2 separate regions of the Drosophila melanogaster genome follow, and region 2 is linked to region 1. The links are chromatin contacts, called in public Hi-C maps. All regions are on one chromosome and are shown on one strand. The core of a region is the stretch at or near the end of the contact, and the rest is flanking DNA. Distances in the headings are between cores, read along the strand shown.

Region 1 (4,787 bases), core at 325-2,824:
AAGAAAGTTTCTTCGTTTCCACTTGTTGATTTGTGATCGGCTGTCTCGCTCGCGCACTCTTCAGTTTCCTCGTTAATTCACAGGAAGCACAGAATTAAGGCCGAAAATATATTTATAAATGAAATGCAGGCGGCACACGAAACTTCGCCATCAATTTAGACGGCCTGCACTTTTGTTTTCTCGAGTCTTTCCACTTGCGTTGCGTTTCTATGAAATTGGGCATTAAAATTTAAATGCTATTAGCCACAGAACACGAACACGAAAGATTGGGAAATGAAATGAAGGAGAGAGAGTGAGAGAGAGTTCTCTCACTCGTCGCTGTTATTGTTATCACCTGAGTCGAATACAGTGGGACCCCCACTTGAAGATGCAAACAAGACTGAGCTTTTACCAATAGTATTCAATAGTTCACTGATATCGATTAAATAATTTTAAAACTTTTGATCAACATTGCTGATTAACGCTTATTGGATTTAAGAACATTCGATTTGTTAATACTTGTGATCTGGCTTAATATGATAATTTAAGTCGAGCCCCACTGTACTCTTTCTCGCGGATTTTATCGCTCACTCTTTTTGTTTTCAGTTCACTCTCTCTCGCTCCGCATAGTTTGACTTGTTGTTGTTTCTGCCAGCGTAGCGTAGTTAACTTGAGCGGCAGCAACAACAACATCAGCCATACTTGTTGCTAAAAATAGTAGCGGCGGCGAGACAGAAACAGAAAACAGAAAAACAGCGCGGCAGAATAAAATATGAAAAGGCGCACAAATTGGAAAAAATTGTACATGACGAGCAACAAAAACAAGCAGCAAGTAACAAAAAGGAGGAGGAGTAGTTACAACAACAACTGAGCTTCTGTTGAAATATATCAGAGAAAAGAAAGGCAAAGAGGCAGATCGGCGTAGAAAGGAAATGCGACGCAAAACTGCAGTCAAAGAATTAGTTGGAATGATGGACTGAAAAGTGTCAAGTTTAGCACGGAAAATTCGTCAGCTGAAGTGCGAAAGAGACAGAGCGAACGAGCAGCTAACAAGTGATTTTCCATGAAATTAATTGCAGACTGCATTTGAATTAATAATTTTCCACTTTGAAATCACAAACTAAAAGAGAGCCGCTCTCTCTTCCACTCTCTTCGCTTAATGCACCAAAACTGCATTCACAATTCACGTTTTACTAATATTTAGTCAACTTTAACCACTGCCTTTGCTTTAATTGCTTTTTAAGGCAAATAGTTGCACATATGGAAAACGCTAGTTGTTGTTTTATTTTAGAATTCAGAATTGAGCACAAATGCTAGATCGTACGACTAGCGAAAGCAGCAACAACTAACCAAGTGGCACGCACACACAAGCACAAGTCGATGAAAAACCACCGAACTAAATGGCGATGTGGATTATTCTGATAAACGCCAATGCCATATATATATATATTTTTTTTCTTTTATTAAGAACTTGTGCCAAAATTTGCAGGAAAACCACGCGTTGCATTGATTCTTATAAAAATGCCGCTAAAGTCAATTCCAAGCACGATCGCGACAAATGACAACCGCACAGCACGAGAAATTCCAACAGACTGAAAATGAAACAAACAACTTACTCGCTACCACTACTCGAATATTATGAAATAAAGAGCACATTAGCATTTTTTCTCTTAATTTTTAAAAAATTATTTTCTCTTCTGATGCAATGTTATGAATTAGCGTTGAGATAGAAAAAAAAAATTTAAAACAATATTATGCTCAATCCTTTCTACAAATTAATTACTTTAATCAAATAACAAAATATTCATATTAATAAAAGTGTACTTTGTTTGTTAACGTAAATATACTATGTGAAAGGAGTAGATTTAGTAGAGTAGTAGAATTTATAATATTTTCCCTGCTAGTTCTCTCAGAGATGATGTATCAGTTTGATTTTAATAATCATTCCGAATGAAATCATCATTGAAGTTGGTCAAGATCGGTCTTAAATTAATCTAGTATTATAAATTGCCAATGCAGGATTAACTCTGCGCCATGATTTATTCAACTTTTCTCGTATACTTTTGGAACTAACAGCACACAACGCCTATCCGTTTACGACAAATGGTGTTTGTTTTTGGAACTAATACAGCGCCATTTTTCATTTTAGTGATTTCTAACTTACGTTGTACGTTACATTTCAGATTTATTATGCATGTAAGATGTAGAATGTCATAGCAACTGGCCGTCATGTATGTAAATATGTGTATGTATAGGCATTTCAGAGCCATTTTCTGCTCATATGTAGGGGTGGAGCCTGAGAAGAGAGAAAATCCCAAAAGGGGAATAAGAAACTGGGAAATTTTACTATTTAACTCGTTTCGTAAGAGGGTATACTAGATTTGTTAAGAAGTATATAACAGGTAGAATGAATTTTCCGATCTTTTATGGTACATAAAAAGACATTTTTTGAAACATGTTGAAAATTCAAAATTTTTTAATTAAACATAAATGTTTAAGTGGAATAAGTAACATATTGTAAAAATTATTTATTAATTTTAACCGTTATTTATGTACAATTTCGTAAGGTTAGAAAAATCCAAGGATCTTTGGTCGGGAATTTCCCTCAAGAAGGCGTTGCAAACTTAAGACCACCCACCCCCAGTATTGTGCCACCCCTCCCCAACTTCGCAACCCTCTTTTCACCCCTCTGCCGCTCTCGCAGTCGACGTCGCCGGGAAGGAAGGAAAGAGATAGCAGCTGGGAGAAAGGACAAAAGGAGAAACGGGTCGGTGGAAAAGGAGGAGGAGAAAGTAGAGGAAAAGTGAGGCGGCAGCAAAAGTTGATTAGATGGATTTCGTTTGGTTTTTGTGTTTTTAATCACACACCAATTTCATTTATTAAATCTTCGCATCAGCATTTCATTTCTCGCATTCCCTATCTTTCTCTTTCCCTCCTTCTGTCTCTTTCGCTTGTGCAGTGCCTTTTTTGTTTGGCTTTGCGACGGCATTTTTGTATTTTCTGTACCGTAGTGTTTGCTCGTTTGGCCTTCTCTTTTCTCTCGCACTCCTGTTTGTTTGTTTGTTGTTTTCCCGTTCACTCATTGTCACGAGCAATTTCACTCTCTCTCCACACCCCACCACCCCCGTCTCTGCCCATCTTTTGGCCCAGGCAAAACTTTTTGCAAAATGAAATTGTTTTCGTATTAACAATTTCATTAAAATTAAATTACTTTTATTATTCCGACAGAATCAGACAAACGAAAGGAGAAAAAAGCCAGCCTCCCCTGCCGCCCCCTCACCCCTTTCAGCCATTTTGGCCCCCCATTCTACCCCCTTATTGTAAATAAGCCAAAAGCTTGGCGTCTGTTTTCTTCAGCTGTCAAACAAATTAATTGCGCTTTTAATTAATTTCGTTGGCTTTTAGAGTGGAAAGATGTGATCTTATAATATATAATATACTAAAAGCTAAATTGTTTAACAAAATTGTTACCCTTTCTTCGAAAAAACACTTATTTCTTGCAATAAAAAAAGAGCCAAATAATGTTCGTCGTAAATAAGAAATTCACCACTTATGTACAGCCGTATGATAAATAAAATATCCTAAATGCGATACCGCATTTCCCAATAAATAACATTGAATAAACGCCATTCCGCATACTTTTGGGCCGCAGCTCCTTTCACTCTAATTCTGTTTAGCCATTTATTTTATTTAGGCATTTCATAGAACGATTACCATGCCACTCCGCCTTTTCTTCCAAATTGTTGTATTCCCAAATTGTAGTCGAAGACATGCCTCCAAATGGATTCCGTGGAAGCCGTTTTGCCTCTTTTAGCCAAATGATGCGTAGGCCATAAAACCGAAAGGCCAACGATGGAGTCTTGGCCATTTGCTTAGGCGCTGGGCGTGGCTCCAGCCCCATACTCACCCAATAATAAATATACACTGACAGATTTGTGTTTAATACTTAAGCGAATTTATAATTTAATATTTACCTTTAAACTTAACATGCAAGTTATTTTAAAGCTCGAAAACATTTTAATATTTTTGGAGTTGTTTTAAATATTTTTAATATTATATAACTTGAAGTGCACTATTTTCCTTTGTGCCTGAAACAATTTTTGATGGCGCCCATAAATTTTCGAGGCTCTTTTCAAGCCTACGAATGCGAGTTGAAATGTCGCATCATAAATAAACGGGCATCGTTTTCAGGAGTCAGGTGATGAAGGCATCGGAATGCCGATAAAAAAGTGGTAAGGGTTGGTTTTTGCCAATGGGAAGTGGCCTCCAAATAAACCGCAATGCAATTTGGTCCAAAAGAAGTTAATAAAATTTCGACAAGCGGAAAGGGGACTTCCGTTGATATTTCATGAGTTTCCTGGGTAGACTGATGCTTATGAGATCAATGGCGTAGGCAATATTAAAAAGGGGTTTTAATAAGATCTTTTCTCAACTTTAAGTTACCTTTCATATTTCTGGTTCATATGCTTCAGCATCTCGATGAGGTCTGAAATGGTTATTAATTGCCCCAAAACCTTTGCCACCTGCCGTCTCGCTTCCCCATTTCGCGCTGTCCCTTTCGGGCGGCTATTCATTTTCGGAGGCTGCGCCATTTTGGCTTGGAAAATTTATAAACGTAATTGAGATGCCTTCGCCGCAGCGCATTTTCCCCACCCAGCACTTCCCAACACCCCCCTTATTTCTCGCCACCCAACTGGCCGCACGTAAAATGCATTAACTGCTGCTTCTGGCCTCGTCCTGGTCCCGGATCAGGATCCGTATCCGGATCCGGTTACAGTTACGGGTTTTCACTCCTGGCAAAAGTCCGA
Region 2 (4,532 bases), core at 1,526-4,025, 370 kb after region 1:
CGATTTAAGGCAGGCGAAAAGACAGTTTCCCGTATTTTATCGATGCTATGAATAAGCAAACTTTGCGTAGTGATAAGAAATTAACTTTGATTAATGTTTAAATATTATGAAAAATCCTTCTTGTGAAACACTCGAGTGTAGCACTTTGTATTTGTTTGTATTTGTTGTCTTTTAAGCGGCTTTATTTTACTTCTTTTTCGGACTTCTTGAACTTGACTGACAGTGCTGTTCCATCTCACTCACTCATAGTGCTTCGCTCTCTTTCTCTCTCAACTGGCGCAACTCTCTTACCCCTCGCCATCACTTCTTACCAATTTTTATTACATGGAGTGAGTGCAACAAGAAGTGGTAGGCAAAAGGAGAATAAGAAGGTAAAAAACAAGAAGTTGCTTAGGTAGAAGAATTGCTCCTTCTCTCTCTGTCTCTCTTTCTCATCTTCCACTTTATTTCGTCTTCTTCATGGATATTCTTATTGTACCTTTTTTTTGTGCTTCTTGTTGTTGTCTTGTTTATTACCTGCTTTTATTTTTTGTTTTCATCTTATGCGCCTACAACTTTACTTATTTTTTATTCTTATTTTTTATATATGTATTAACTTTAATTCACTTGTAATTCAAGCAGTCTTCAAAACCGCAGATCATGTTGTGGGTTCTTAATTTTGCCAGCCAGTTTCTTTTTGAAATTCAACTCCTTCTTCTTAATCTTCATCGTGATTCTGAAAATGTTTTTTTTTTTCAAATTAAGAGTTGAGTTTCATATAGACTTCCTCATCTAAGCCTCTCTTTTCAGAAGAAGTCGTAGATATCAAGTAATGAAAATTGAAATCGATTTTAGGGAGAAGAGTTGTATTTGTAATCTATAAAGCTACGGAAGTAGAAAAATGTTTATCCGTGACTGTCCCTATGGTTAATACATATTTTAACCCAAATTTATGGCGATTAATATGCAAGGAAAGTAATGCTAAGGAAATTACCAGGATCTACGAGTAAACAGCAACATTAAGCAAGGGATAGGGATAATTAAGCTGGATTTTCGTGTGCTCCTAGCGAGGGAAGGAAGAAAAAAATGGGGGGGGGGGAGTGGTTGTGTTGTCTAGTCGTCTTTTCACCTGAGGGAAATGGGGGCGGGGCCAGCCCGCCAACCCAAAGGTCATTTGTATGCGTCTTTAGTAGCGGGACATGTCCGGCGTTTTATGATGAGGAGAAATCACCTTGGGGCCCAAATCAAAAATTCAATAAACATTGAACAGCGACGACAGAACAGACAGAACGAGCAGAAAATCTGTTTTAAAATTATTTACCATTCTTGGGCTGCTTGTAAGTCCTATGCATTCATTATGCAAAGCGCGTGGCATGACTGCTAAATAAAAATATTGAATATGCAGAGCCACTTCAGCTGCTCAGAAACAAAGCGGAAAAAATCAATCATTCGCGGTATTTCTCAAAAGAAAAAAAGAAGAAAAAACCCTACATAATACCAAGACTTAGTGCTACTGTTTGGGTAAATTATAACAATTGCGTACTGATTTTAGTGGATAATCTAAACACTATCTATACTATACTATATACGGTATAATTGTTATTTGAAAGTACAAACAATTTTAAGTTTTTTTTTGTAACCTGGCTCGTGGGTGTGGTCATAAAAAAGTCTAAGAAAGGTTTAAGCTGCTGAGTGTCGTAGCAGTGAGGTTTTCGTCTCGAATATAACGTGTTTTTTAGAAAACGGGTTTACTTGAGGTGTGCAAGAGGAAGGAGGTCTCTTCACAAACTCTTAAGATAACTGGTTTAATGTAGATCGCTACAGGGGGTGCGAAAGAGATGGACATAGCTATGTGCGAACTTAACGAAGTTTACTTGCCTTCAAGCTCGAACTTGTTGCATGTACACTATCGCCGCACCTTTCGCACCACTCTTATACCCGTCACTCGTACAGTTAAAGGGTATACTTAATTCGTTGAAAAGTATGTAACAGGCAGAAGGAAGCGTTTCCAACTTTATAAAGTATATATATTCAGGATCAGGAACAATAGCCGAATCGATTTAGCAACACACTTTCTAACACTTTCGCATTTCGCATTCGCATTTTCACTAGCTGAGTAACGGGTATCTGATAGTCGAGAAACTCGACTATACCATTCCCTCTGGTTTAAAACCAACTTGTTGCTGGCTTTTCTTATTTATATTTTTCTTGACTAATTTCCCGACTGGTTTTTCTTGTTGGCCAAAGAAACGAGTTTTCTTGGAAAAAGGCACTCAAAACCTCTAGGAAAATGCAACATGTTGCTAAAGGCAAATTGAATTTCCATACAAAATTGCTTCTATTCGTTGCTGCCTTAGGCTCATTTTCACCATTTGGGTCCGTTATCGACGAAAAAAATATAAAATATATAAATACGCATACAATGTTTTTAAAACCAAATGAAACAATTTTTTTTCCAAAATGGGTTTACTTCTCCTTAAAAGTTACATATAAAAGAAACTACATGATGATTTAAACTTAAAAACAATTTTAAAATTATTTCAAATTTATTGGTTCTTTTGTTGAAAACATTACATGCCTAAAATATAAAGGCAACATTTATTATTTGTTTTCTGAATATAATCAAACTTAAGAGAAATTCGCTATTATGTTCTCTTAATAAAAGTCGAGTCAAACATGTTAGCTTAACTTAACAGCGCTGTTAACGGCTCTCATCAAACGCGTTCGACTCGAACTTGTGCGGACTGTGTTGTGGAACTTGAATTTTGCGGCTGCGGCTCAAATTTTCGTTTCCCTTTCTCTGTGTGTTTTCCCATTTCGGATCGAACGCTTCGTGGAAAAGTGAGCGCGCGTTGTCTGAATTTCCCGCCGCGTTTTTCGTCGATTTCCGCGTGTGTGCGAACAACAACTCAGCAGCAGCAACAACAACAGTCCCAATTTATTGGGTAAAACGCAGAAAATATACTAAATTTGAGGTATAAAATTGAAATTTATACAAAATTACTGTGCACAGTGTATGTGTGTGTGTGGTTTCAGTGGCAGTGGAAAGACCAAAAGCAACGGTATACAAAATCAAAACAATGCAAGCAAGCAACAATAAATACAAAATAATAGATTTATTTCGAATAAACAACAGTTAAAACTTTAAGAAAAGGAAACGAAGCTAAGATAAATAAGAAAAAAACGCAGCATCTGCGTCATCTCTATCTCGCTCCCTCCCTCCCGTTTTATCCACGATCTCTGACGATCGCTCTGTCCCCCTCGCACTCGCACATCTTTACCGATTTACCTGGGAAACAGGTTTAGCGTCCATTTCGTGTGTATGTGTATGCGTGCGTGTGATTGTGTGTATAACGTGTATTGGTGTGTTTCTTGGAAACCTTTTAAGTGATTTTCTTACCTGCTCAAAAGTACAACAAAAGCAATAAAAACATGTTGCAACTCTAAAGCAACAACAAGCACGAAAAAGTGTGAAGCATAAATGCAGTTATAACTGTGAAAAAGGAGAGGTAGATAAAGGCGAAGCAAAGATATGGATAAATGAGATGAAAAAGAAAACTTAAACAAAGTAAAAAAAACCTGTTAAATTTTTTTGATATATTAATAATAAAAAATATATTATTAATTATTGCAAATTTATGAAAAAAAAAAAACAATGGATGGATACAACTTAAAAGAATTAGTGATAATACAACAACTGCCATAAGGACTTGGATTATAAACATAAACTGCACTTGAATAACTAATAAAAAACAAGAATGCCCGTGGAACCACATACAACATCTTAACCCCACAAAGCCGAGCAATTTCTAATCAACAACACCATTCTTAACCCTTTTCAGTTGTTCTTCTTCGTTTTCGGCTATCCGTTCAAAGTTTCGTGTGCAATAAATAAAAAATACTATATCGTCGAAAGCATAAAAACATTAACCAACGCAATGGAGCGTTGCAACAACACCACTAACTGCGAATTGGAATAAGAAGTCCAGCAAAAGTAGCAAAAATTGTTTTTGCAAAGGGAATTGAGAGTAGCACCCAAAGATAAGCAAAAACAGTAGAAACATATACAAAATATATTCAAAATATAGTCACAAAATGAGGCGAAAAACTACCACGAAAGGGACGGCAATAGTCAATAGCAGGAGTGCGAGGAGAGCAGCAACGACTATATGCAACTTTTTTCTCATCGGTAAGTTTACTTTGTTCGTTTGATAAGAAGCTTTTTGTTTGCAATGGAGTTATATATGTATATAATTGCTAAGAAGATTACCCAGCTTTTCTCGAGCATTATTCCAGAACTTAAATATCTATAGGGGGTATCACTTGAGTTCATTTGTTTATCGGTGGTAAGATTGATAGCTCCCGATAAATCCCAATCTATTCGCTAGCTCACTCTTTGTGTTCGGCACACGCATATCACAAATCAATTAAAAGTTTCGGTTCCGCCCTTGACATACCCTGCTTATGACAGCTCCCCTTTTTCCGCCACTTTCCTCCGGCATTTTCCCCCTGTTTTTTCAAGTCGCCTTTGCTGTTGTCACCTTGCGACGTCA

The links. Hi-C and Micro-C count contacts between places; a contact is called where the count stands out from the background.
Region 2: a Hi-C map of the Kc167 cell line shows a contact between it and region 1, with 6 times the contacts expected there. A contact is called at or near these places in 2 of 107 Hi-C or Micro-C datasets (the Clone 8 cell line and the Kc167 cell line).

What each region holds. Positions count from the first base shown.
Region 1 is chr2L:3,655,379-3,660,165 of dm6, forward strand. for (foraging) reads right to left here and starts at 1,575. Exons shown (of 10, transcript NM_205904.2): 1 at 1,344-1,575; 2 at 1-207.
Region 2 is chr2L:4,028,602-4,033,133 of dm6, forward strand. ed (echinoid) reads left to right here and starts at 2,776. Exons shown (of 9, transcript NM_001273084.1): 1 at 2,776-2,954; 2 at 3,822-4,168. The coding sequence starts at 4,075.